Linked DNA regions of Mus musculus: all the other regions are linked to region 3. The links are chromatin contacts, called in public HiChIP or PLAC-seq maps. All regions are on one chromosome and are shown on one strand. Each heading gives the region's core, a stretch centred on a gene start, on an enhancer-like site or on the middle of the called end of the contact. The rest is flanking DNA. Distances are from core to core; before and after follow the strand shown. Region 1 holds the start of Zfp385a (zinc finger protein 385A). Region 2 holds the start of Copz1 (coatomer protein complex, subunit zeta 1). Region 3 holds the start of Cistr (chondrogenesis associated transcript).

Region 1 (3,337 bases), core at 257-2,756, 590 kb before region 3:
AGGAGGGGGCTCTCGAATCAGCCAAGCCCAGTGCTGGCCCTCGTTTTAGTATGTCTCCTCCCCAGGGGAGAAACCTGGAAAAGGAGAGGAGGGGCTAAACCTAGGAAGCAGGCTTTCTGTTATAGAAGTGCAGGAGGATTCCAGCAAGTTAGATTCAAAGCGAGAAGATGGCCTCTCGTGGACCCAGAGATCCCACATCTTTCCTCAAAGCAGGATCACAGGACTCAAAGACTAGGGTGCCGGCACCCATCTTTCACCTAGCCTTGAGCTGGAGTATCTTGGCAATTGCAAACAGCTTTTCACAGATGGAAGGCAGACATTGCTGAGGCTCACAGTAGGAACAAATCTAAAATTCCTGCACCTGAGTTAGCAATCAAGCCCCAACTTCCCGCCAGAAGCTGGAAATGCCCTCCTTTCCTCAAAGTTTCTGAATCCAATCCTATCACTCATGACCCCGCTTTTCACTCTTGCCTCCACCCTCCCTAAACCATGAGTGTTCCAATTCCCAGTCTCACCCCCTCTCCCTCTGGCTGGGTTGGCCTAAAGCTGGCTGCTTGGCCTTCTGGGAACTCTGCCTGCTGCCCTCCCTCTTGTGGCAGGTACAGACAGGTTCAGGCTGTAGCAGCTGCATCTTCCCTAGATACCTATCCGACTCTCACACTCCAGCTTCCTCCTGTTTGCCTTAGGAACATCCCATTCTCAAACGTCTCCCCAGCCTTCTTACACCCCTGCCACCTGAATCAAAGCTCTTCTTGGTAAGGTGTCCTGCATTTAACCCCGGGATAAATGCCCCTCCTCCCCAGCTCAGTCCAGGACATCTCTATAAGGTTGAACCTCGCTGATTCTGACCTTCTGTCATCTTCTAAATAGCCTAGCAATCACCACTGCAAGCTTCTAATTTCTGCCTCCTCAGGACCACTGAATGCAATCTGTTCACTTAGCTTCCCCTAAGAACACTGTCAGATAAACCTCGAATCCATCTTCAGAACCACGACTCACCTCTGATAGTCAGTCTCGACATCCTGCTCCGAAGCGGAACAAAGTAGGACCCAGGCATCCTCCCTGCACCTCCAGGGCCCACCCAGCCCATTGCTCTAGAGGGGCATCACTATCCCACTCAACCCGGGCTCTGTTCCTCCCCAGATCACTTAGGATCCTGTCCCTCTATCAGCTGAGAATGAGTCTTCCCGCCCTCAGACTGAGCCACTCAGGAACCCAGGCATTTTAGTTCCCAGCCTCCTCAATAACCTCACACCATCTTGTTCCCCAGCCCCAGCTAAAGCGACATCCTAAAACCCAGAGATTGGGGGCGGTAACTGAAAGGCTGGAGGAAGCGGGAGGCTGCCAGGACGCCCCCTCGCGGAGCCCGGGGTGCCAGGGTGCCCCCTCCGGTCTTCACCTGCTGTGGGCCCCGCCCCCGCTCCGCCTCGGCCCGCCCCTGCTCCTCCCCGACTCCTCCCCCCTGTACCCCGAGTCCGACCAGAACGGCCCCCGGGACAGAACGACGCGGAACCCCGGGAGCCAGGGTCCCCAGCATGATCCTCGGTGAGTGGTCTCCACGACTCTGGGATCCGGGTCCCTGGTTCCTTCTCACTGGGTCACCAACCCCCACCCTCCCTCACCTCGGCACCGCGGTGACTGCGGCCGCCGGTCTGCCACTCATTCCCCCTCCCCCCTCATCTGGCTGCACATCTGGGGTCCCCTCTTCCTCTCTTCCCCTAGCTGCGGTTTCTCCTGGTAACATAGGGAGGGGCAAAAGGAAGGCCGAGAGAGCGAGACCCCCGCCCCATAATGAGAACATTGCGTATTCATGAGGCTCATGAATATTATAAGACAGTGCAGGAGAGACTGTGGGAGGGGGCTGGTCCTGGCCTGGTAGAGTTGGAGTAAAGGTTCTGACCCGTCACCTCCAGCGCCTTCCCCCACCCTTGGCTTAGCCACTCCGACAGCCTTCTGGGCCCAGGATAAGAGGGAAAGGAGGAAGTGGGGGGCGGAGGAAGAAGATGCTGGGTGTAGCTTCGAGGTGAGTGTGGTGGGAGGTGGGAACCTGACGGGTGAAGATAAGGGGGCTGGGTAGAAGAGCGGGTGGGAAACTGTCCATCCCGGGCTCTTGCGGCTTAGATCCTGTCTCCGCAGCCATCCTGCCCCGACACGCCGGGACCTGCCCCTCTCTCCCTGCGCCGGCTGCCTGGGCCCTTCTTCTTCTCCTCCTTCTTCCCTTCCACCCCAGCCGTGGGTCGGGGGCTACAGGAGACCAAGGAGAGAAGGAAAGTCAGAGTGGGGGGAAGGGAAGTCCCGCTGGGCTCTGACAGCCAGCCCGTTCAGCCTTGGCCACCCCATCTTCATGACCTACATCGGGAAGGGAGCCCCAGGGATGGGGGAGGAGAGGGCCTAGCTGTACTCCGGACTCCGCAGCAGCCCCTGCCCTCAACCCTGCTGCCACAGCAGTGCAGGGCCTGCTCTGACCTCTGACCTCCACCCTGGCTAGGCCGGTTCCAGGGCCCTGTTTATTGTGAAGCCCCCTACCACTCTCAGACACCTGTGGTCTCCCTGCCCCCACTGAGGACACCTGGCTCTGTGCTTATGCTGAACTATATCCCGTGTCCTCATCCCTCTCCCAAGACTCTCTGCCTGTGTTCTCTTCTTTCCAGTGACTGTGTATCTTTCCTAGCCCATTTCTCCACTCTTGCGTCCTTCCTCCATCTAGCTGTTGTGTGGTCTCAGCCTCTCTCACGACTTTTATGCCTTGCTTCCCTCCAGCTGGCCAACCATCATAGCTATTTAAATCCCTCTGCCCCAAGGCTGTCTCTAGTAGGTGGTCTGCCTTCTAATTCCGGGAGACACCTCAACACAGTTTAGACTCAGGACCCTAACACACAGGCTCCACATTCTGCCTACCGTTGTGTTCCTGTACTCTAGCTGTATCCTGGGCCAGCTGTAGCGGCTATAGCCTGCTTGCCCAGAGTAGGCCAGGCTAAGCCTTGTTTGCCCTGGTCTGGAGGCCACTTTAAACTAGGTATCAGGCCTGGAAGACCCCTGCCAACACCCAGCCACAAGAAGACTGAATCCAAACTCTCTGACATTGGACCCTGCCACCAACTGGCCCCAGCCATCTCTTTGGAGGACATGATAATTAACTCCCTCCTTTTGCCAAGTCCACAGGGGGTGGGAATCTAGTGGTGCCCCCATTCAGCTTAGCTTTCCTCTCATCCCCTTAAATCCCAACGAGGGAGGAAACTGCCTGCCAGTGCTCAAGACTCACCTTTAGAATCATACTGAGGTGTTCGGGTCTGAATGCTAAGGTCACTGAGTCCTCTACAAGGCAGCCCTAGAGGAA
Region 2 (3,434 bases), core at 102-2,601, 530 kb before region 3:
GGTTTGAACAGATAGGTCAGTGGTTAAAGTGCTTGTCATACAAATAAGAAAACCAAAGTTCAAATTCCCACATAAATGCCAGGTGAGTATAGATGTCTGCCCTGGCTACGTGGCAAAGTTGATTCCAGTCAGACCTACATGAAACTCTCAGTGAGAAAACTAAAACAAGTTGATGTGGTGGCACATACCTCTAGTCTCCGAATTTGGAGGGTAGAGGTAGGTGGTCCTCTGTGAGTCTGAGGCCAACATGGCTTACATAATGAGTAGCTAGGGCATCAGGAAAGGGAAAGGTAGAGAGGGACCCTGTCTCAAAAAACTTTTTTTCCTTTAAAGAAAGAAAGAAGAAAAAGCTTTTTTTCTTTTACTGACAAGAGTTTGATATGTACACTTACAAGGAATATAAATGAAAACAGGAGCTAAGGAAGACTCTTAGAAACAATCCTGGAGTCCAACTAAAGGAAAGAAGCTGGGAGTTAAATTCCTACACTAACACACAGACACAGGTAGGCAGACTCATGGGTCTCTAAACTGCTGGCCAGTGTCTTGAAAGAAATGCTCTGATCCTGTTCTAGGGGGCAGAACAAGCAGAAAGGATCAAGGGACAAGAGAGTTAAATGCACTTCTATAATCACAATTCTCATGTAAGCAAGAAGGCTGAAATGGATCTTACAGTATGAGTTCCTAAAGTCTGAAGGAGGGGAGAGTAGGAGAGAAGAATAAGGAGTCAGAAAAAGATATTCCAAAATCTATACTAGCTCTACCAAGTATTCCTGAACCTGGATGGAATGCTGACTCTCAATCATGACAGAATTACATACTAAGGATTAACAGGAAAATAAAAACAAGTTTTGTAAAGGAACAGGACATGGAATTGCCAAAAGGTAGTCGAATTCTGACCACCACCAGGAGGATCTGGGACTGACAAAACACCTCTCTTCTGCCATTGCAACTTGGGGGACTAGAATATGAGGGTTTGGGGAAACTCAAGTAGGTATGATCCACAACAAAAACCATCGGGGAGAACTTGAAAGACACCCCTCCAGCGCAATCAGAATTCTCCTAAGGACCCTGCATGTTCTCTTCAACTTTGCCACCGACTCCTGCTCTCTTGCCGGCAAGGCTTCCTACTCTATACCGCGGCTCTAGCTCCCATTGTAGGCCACACTTGCATTGCACAGATAGCGGGAGCTTTGGCCCCCGAGGCCTGCCCGGAACCCTCTCCCGGCCCCAGCTGATGAGCCCCACCTCCCGGACCCCCTGGACACCACAACGGAGCCACTGGCCCTCCAGCTCCTACCAAAATCAGCGCCTCCATCTTGCCCGTAGCTGCTGCCGACGTGGAGTCGCACAAGCGACGTCACCGCTGATTGGCCCTGAGTCTTCGCTAGGTCCCGCCTCAAAGAGGCAACATTGGGTGAAGATGAGCCAGCCTTCGCGTCTTGACCAGTCAGCGTAGTCACTCGCTTCACGGAAGCCAACTGTCCAGCCAGAAGAGGCAGCTGTTAGATTGTCACCCGGAATTTTCAATGAAAGGCCAAAACCTCAGCACTGAAGGGGCGGGAGGATCATTGAGGGCGGTGTTGTTTCCATGGGGAACGGAGGAAGCGATTGTTACTTTGCTATTGGTAGGAGGAAGCCACGTGATTCTGTCAGCCTCCAATTCGCACTCGCTATAGGGGGTGCTATGTGTAGCCCTTAACATTAGCCTTGCTGAGAAGCCCTACCCGAATACAGATTCCCATCGCCACCATTAGGATATCCACAGCTGTAGTGTCCTTGGGTCATTTCAACAACCTCGGAAAGTTCACCAAGTTAGCTATAGGCAGCCAAGCGTTAACTACACAAACCAAGGTCTCGAGAAGTATATCCCAGGATATACACGTGTGGCATGCACACATACCCAATAAATATATATTTTTTTAAGATTTATTTATTTCATTTATATGAGTACACCGTAGCTGTCTTCAGACACACCAGAAGAGGGCATCAGATCTCATTACAGCTGGTTGTGAGACACCATGTGGTTGCTGGGAATTGAACCCAGGACCTCTGGAAGAGAAAGCACCCAATGTTCTTAACCACTGAGCAATCTCTCCAGACCACCCCCCTCAATATTTTTAATGTAATTTACTTAAAAAAAAAAAAAAAACTGTGGGGACTGGAGATATGGCTCGGTAGTTAAGAGCTCATATTCGATGGGCAGTGGTGGCACATGTTTTTAATCCCAGCACTTGGGAGGCAGAGACAGGCGGATTTCTGAGTTTGAGGCCAGCCTGGTCTACAAAGTGAGTTCCAGGACAGCCAGGGCTATTTAGAGAAGCCCTGTCTCGAAAACAAAAACAAAAAAAAAGAGCTCATACTCTTCGTGTGGAAGACCTGAGTTCAGTTGCCAGCTCCTATGCCCCGTTGCTCAGCTTCAGAGAATCTGCTGCCCACTGCCCACTTTCTGTCTGGGAGTTGAGTACAGGAGACCTGCACTTTGATGGACAACGTTTTCCCACTTTGGTTCAATTTGAAATAGGATATCAAGGCATTGGAGATTAGAGCGAATGGAAAGAAAGCTATCAGCTTCTGACCCCCAGAACAATAAGAGTTACAAGGCCAGAGATCATTAGCCTTTGACCTCCATCTTATGCTGTGTCCCACCTCAGTACCTGACCCTACCAGGGCTGGCCCCCCTACACCTCTCCGTGATCTCTGCATCAGTTCCTACCTCCAGGTTCCTGCCCTGCCTGAGTTCCTGTAGTTCCTGTCCTAACTTCCTTCAATGATGAACAGCCATAGGGAAGTGTAAGCCAAATAAACTCTTTTCTCCCTAACTTACTTTTTTGGCCATAGTGCTTCATCACAGCAATAGAAACCCTAAAGTCAGTATATCTGTGCACCCTTTACATACCTGGTACCTGTGGAGGCCAGAAAATGATATCAGATCCCATTGAACTGGAGTTGCAATGGGATTGTGAGCTGCTATTTGGGTTCTGGGAATCAAACCCGGGTACTCTGGAAGAGCAGCCATAGTTGTTAAAGGATGAATCCTCTCTCCTGTCCCAGTGGCGGGCATTGTTCTTGCTTTGGCAGATTAATGATAATAATAACATTTTTCTGCCCATTTATTATGTGCTAAGCATAATGCTCAACCATTCAATTATTTATTGTTTAATATAACTGGTGGGGTTGTTTGTTATAGTTGAATTTTTGTTTTTAATATTTTTATTATTTCAGAGTTCCATGCAATGTACTTTGATCACATTCAGAACCTCCAATTCCTCTCCTCAATTCCTCCTAGATCTACCTTTGTACACCCCAACTTCATGTCTTTTGTTTTGTTTTGTTTTTTCTTTGTTTTGTTTTGTTTTTTGGTTTTTGGTTTTTGGAGACAGGGTTTCTCTGTGTAGCCCTGGCTGTCCTGGAACTCACTCTGTAGACCAGGCTGG
Region 3 (3,625 bases), core at 709-3,208:
AAACTGCTCTGCTCCCTGCCCACTACATGAGCACCATGATCCTTTCCAAGAGGAAGCCCCCTTACACTTCTTACATGGCTTCCAACATCTTTCCTGCCTGGCCATTCTCAAGTATCCCCAACACCAAGTTACAATGCTTGATCCAACTGCTCCAGACAAACTTATAAACCTTTGCTGTGGAAACCCCAGATCTCTGCCTCTCTGCATCTCCCCTCAGGAACCACAGTGGGTGGTACACAGAGAGAGGTACCTGTGCGCTCAGATCCTGCCTCTTAGGAATGAAAAGGCACCAGGGTAAAGGACCACATTCGGAAAGAGAATTTAGGGCCCATCTTAGCCCTGCAATGTTTAAATGGCAGGGAGACAGCTAGTCAAAGAGAAATATCTCCAGTTCAAAGCTGCATGGAAGGCTTGAGGTTCTGAGATTCTAGGAAATAGGTCCCTATCGGGGAGTAAAAATCTTAGCAACCCACTGCAGCCTCCAAGAGTGCGTAGCCCCACTACTTCAGGCTAGGCATACTAGATTGGGTCCTGTCCTGTGGTATCTGGGGTTTTTGTTTTGTTTTGTTTTGTTTTATTATTGTTGTTTGGTTTGGTTTTTTGTTTTGTTTTGTTTTGTTTTGAGACAGGGTCTTACTATGTAGCTTTGGCTAGCCTGTGTGTAACTCCCTGCCCTAGAAACCATAGAGTGTTGCGTGCCTCTGCCTCCGGAGTCCTGGGATTAAAAGTATGTGCCACAGTACCTCTCGTTGGCCTCTGGGTTTTAATTTGCTCAGTCCTGTGTACTGATCTGCGTTGTGTCCTTTGTTCTGTGAGTCCGTCCAATCGGAGCTTTGGTGCAGGTGTTCAGTTGCTCATGTGAAATTCCCTTGAGGCCTATTACATCTGAGTTTACCAGTCCTTTGCTCAGAATTTTAGGTTACAGAGACAGGAGCAGACTGAGGAGGAACACGGAGACTAAAGAGGGCTAATATTGATTGAGTGAATACTAGGTGCCAAGGTCGCTACCTTCATCATCCCCCGCGCTATTTCTCACAACTGTCTCACAAAGCACTAAAATTACTTCCCACCCTTCACAGGGTATCAAGGCCAGGTAAGAGGCCACACGTGAGGGACAAGGCAAGACCTAAGGTCATCAATAGCCAGCCTGAGGAATCTTGGCTAAGACTTACGCGCCTGCAAAATATGCTTGCAGTTTAGCTAAAAGGTGGGGAAGAGAAAGAAAGCTAAACCACTCGGTCGGTTCTTAAGTCCAGAACAGCCTTGTTAATGGCTAAGGACAAAGCCGCACCTAAACCTTCGGGTCTAAGTGCCTTGGGAGGAACCCTGGCAGGAGACGAGGGCGGGAGGGAGGCTGGCAGGCTGCTACATCAGCGGGCAGAGAAATGGCGAATACCCGGAGCGAGACCGAGGCATCAGGCCACAGGGCCCACTAAGGGCGGATGACTGCGTCCAACAGTCCTCGTCGATGTATGAAAAGGGACCCGCGGGGAAGAGAGATCCTGTAGAGAAGATGGGGAGACTGCGGCAGACAGGGTGTGGGTTCGAGGCAAGGGGAGGGCGAGAGCAGAACCCCTCCTCTGAGCTGTGGGACGAGGCCCGCGCGCAGAGGAGGGCAGACCCTAAAGAGCAGGCGGGTGCGGGCGGAGACCTTCAGCTCAAGGACACCGAGCCAGGCGGGGTGGAGTGAGCAGCGGCCCTGAGAAGCCGACAAGCGCCCAGCGCTCAGCTCCAGGGCAGAGTGTCTCGGCCGCCCCCGCGCGCCCTCCCAGCCCGGGCCGCGCGCGCCCGGCGCTGGCATGAAATTGGCTGCAGCCGTAATGAGTCCGCGCGGCGCGGAGGAGGCTGAGGGCCCGCCAGGGAGCCCTGTGCGCCTCGTTTAGCTTGTTTATTGTTCAGGCCTAATTAAAACGTTCCACCGCTCTGCGTTTACATCCGCCCCCCGCTAATGAATTCGCGGCCGCCGGGCGATTTCGGAAACTGCCGCGGGCCGGAAGGGGGTGGGTAGGAGGCGGCCGAGCTGGGGAGGGAGCGAGGGTGAGGACGCCCCCGCACGCATCTCTTCCACCACCCCAGGAGGCTGCAGACGTCCCGCGATTGGCTCCGAAGTCGATGTCTGCTTCCCCAGCCGCAGCGCCCCAAACTGGGACAGGCATTTGGAGGCGATGGAGATCTGGTCATAGCCAGGGGAAGGAAAGCCAGGAGCCAGAGTAGGACCGGTGCGCCCAAGGCCCTGATGCTAGTGAAGGCCTACGCGCATGAGCGCACCTGCCCCGGGAAGCGCGTCCACGCAGCATCTGTGCGCGCTATTGTCATGTCGGTCTCCCTCTGGCTATTTCTCCCCAGCAGTGATAGTCTGAGCCGGGCTTGCAATACTTCTGGTCTTCCTAGCTGTAACTGTTTGCCAGTTTTGCTGTCTGCCTCCTTGTCACGACCTCAGAGAGGGCAGATGGAGCCAGTGGAGAGAGAGAGAAAGAAGGCTCCATTCCAGCCCCGCTGCTCCTGCAGACACCAGCACGCACACTCAGGCACACATCGCCTGTGAATTCACTTCTCACGATGCCTTCCGCCGCATGTAGCCAAATGAAATACTCAGAAAGCAATGGAAATATTACTCACACACGACCACGTGGAAATACACAAATGAACAAACACGCTCAGACATAGCTGAATGCCAGTCGCACACAGATGGAAAGACAGGAGCCTGGGGCATAAAGCCACATGGCACAAAGCTACTTGGATATGTATGCCCCTACACACACACACACACACACACACACACAACTGCACACCTATCCAGAAAATTGTGCACAAGTGCCATCTAACACATGTCAGTGTGCCTTCCAGAAGGCCCCAGTTCCTCTTAGAAATGGGATCACCCAGCCTGCCTCTTGAACCTGCCTCCATTCTATCTATTCCAGTTCTTTGTACCCAGCCAAAAAGAAAAAAAGCTGTTCGCTGCGCTCACAATTTGTCCACCCTCCTCAGAATGGCCATAGAGAAGTACTTGTCATTCTGTTTCATGCACTATTGGGTTTCTTCTTCCACACCCCACTCCTAACTCTGCTCTTCCAGACAGCTTTCTCACATGAACTCGCTAGCTCTCCTTATACATTTACCCTAGTCATTTACCATTTTCAGTCTGATATATCTAGGGGATCACCAAGTTACTTGCACTTGAGTGTGCTCTACACCAACATGGACGGGGTTATGAGCCACCCTTGGTGGGGATGGATAATCAGGACAGGGCAGTTCTTGACTATCTGATGCCACACTGGGGTGTGAGCGCTCTATGTTTAACAGGCAGAAGACTGGAATCTCCAGCGGCAGCTGCAAGGTCTCCTGTCACATCCGACAAGGTTCTTCAAAATGGCTTTTCAGAGCTATGTGGAAGGAGGGGGCACATGCACACACATACACACACATGGTGTCTTTCCACATTCACCTTGTACTTAACTGGAAATATTATTCCCTGGCTGGGCCTTCACCTTATTCTCCAGCCGTGGTTCCTAACAACACTTGACTGTTTTCAGAATTTAGATCCACCCCTAAAGGATACAAATTTGCCTCTGGTGAGAGACTGCTCAGAGCTACACTGCAGGCTTTAAGGCGATCCCCAAAGAGG

What was found. HiChIP or PLAC-seq counts read pairs in DNA pulled down with a chosen protein or histone mark.
Region 1: an H3K4me3 HiChIP or PLAC-seq map of forebrain shows a contact between it and region 3, with 5 times the contacts expected there. The contact joins the promoter of Zfp385a here to the promoter of Cistr in region 3. A contact is called at or near these places in 16 of 39 promoter capture datasets (the 3T3-L1 cell line, 3T3-L1-derived adipocytes, the HPC-7 cell line and 10 more), 2 of 484 Hi-C or Micro-C datasets (embryonic stem cells and nephron progenitors), 11 of 115 datasets of contacts at active chromatin or transcription factors (astrocytes, bone marrow-derived dendritic cells, embryonic forebrain and 7 more) and 1 of 9 other capture datasets (embryonic stem cells).
Region 2: an H3K4me3 HiChIP or PLAC-seq map of embryonic limb bud shows a contact between it and region 3, with 4 times the contacts expected there. The contact joins the promoter of Copz1 here to the promoter of Cistr in region 3. A contact is called at or near these places in 14 of 39 promoter capture datasets (the 3T3-L1 cell line, 3T3-L1-derived adipocytes, the C10 cell line and 10 more), 1 of 484 Hi-C or Micro-C datasets (myocytes), 7 of 115 datasets of contacts at active chromatin or transcription factors (astrocytes, embryonic forebrain, embryonic limb bud and 4 more) and 1 of 9 other capture datasets (embryonic stem cells).

What each region holds. Positions count from the first base shown.
Region 1 is chr15:103,338,255-103,341,591 of GRCm38.p6, reverse strand. It overlaps Zfp385a (zinc finger protein 385A), which reads left to right and starts at 1,506. Exons shown (of 8, transcript NM_013866.2): 1 at 1,506-1,545. The coding sequence starts at 1,536.
Region 2 is chr15:103,270,805-103,274,238 of GRCm38.p6, reverse strand. It overlaps Copz1 (coatomer protein complex, subunit zeta 1), which reads right to left and starts at 1,351. Exons shown (of 9, transcript NM_019817.2): 1 at 1,298-1,351. The coding sequence starts at 1,315.
Region 3 is chr15:102,745,242-102,748,866 of GRCm38.p6, reverse strand. It overlaps Cistr (chondrogenesis associated transcript), which reads left to right and starts at 1,958. Exons shown (of 1, transcript NR_104334.1): 1 at 1,958-2,426. It also overlaps a transcript of Gm36560 not described here.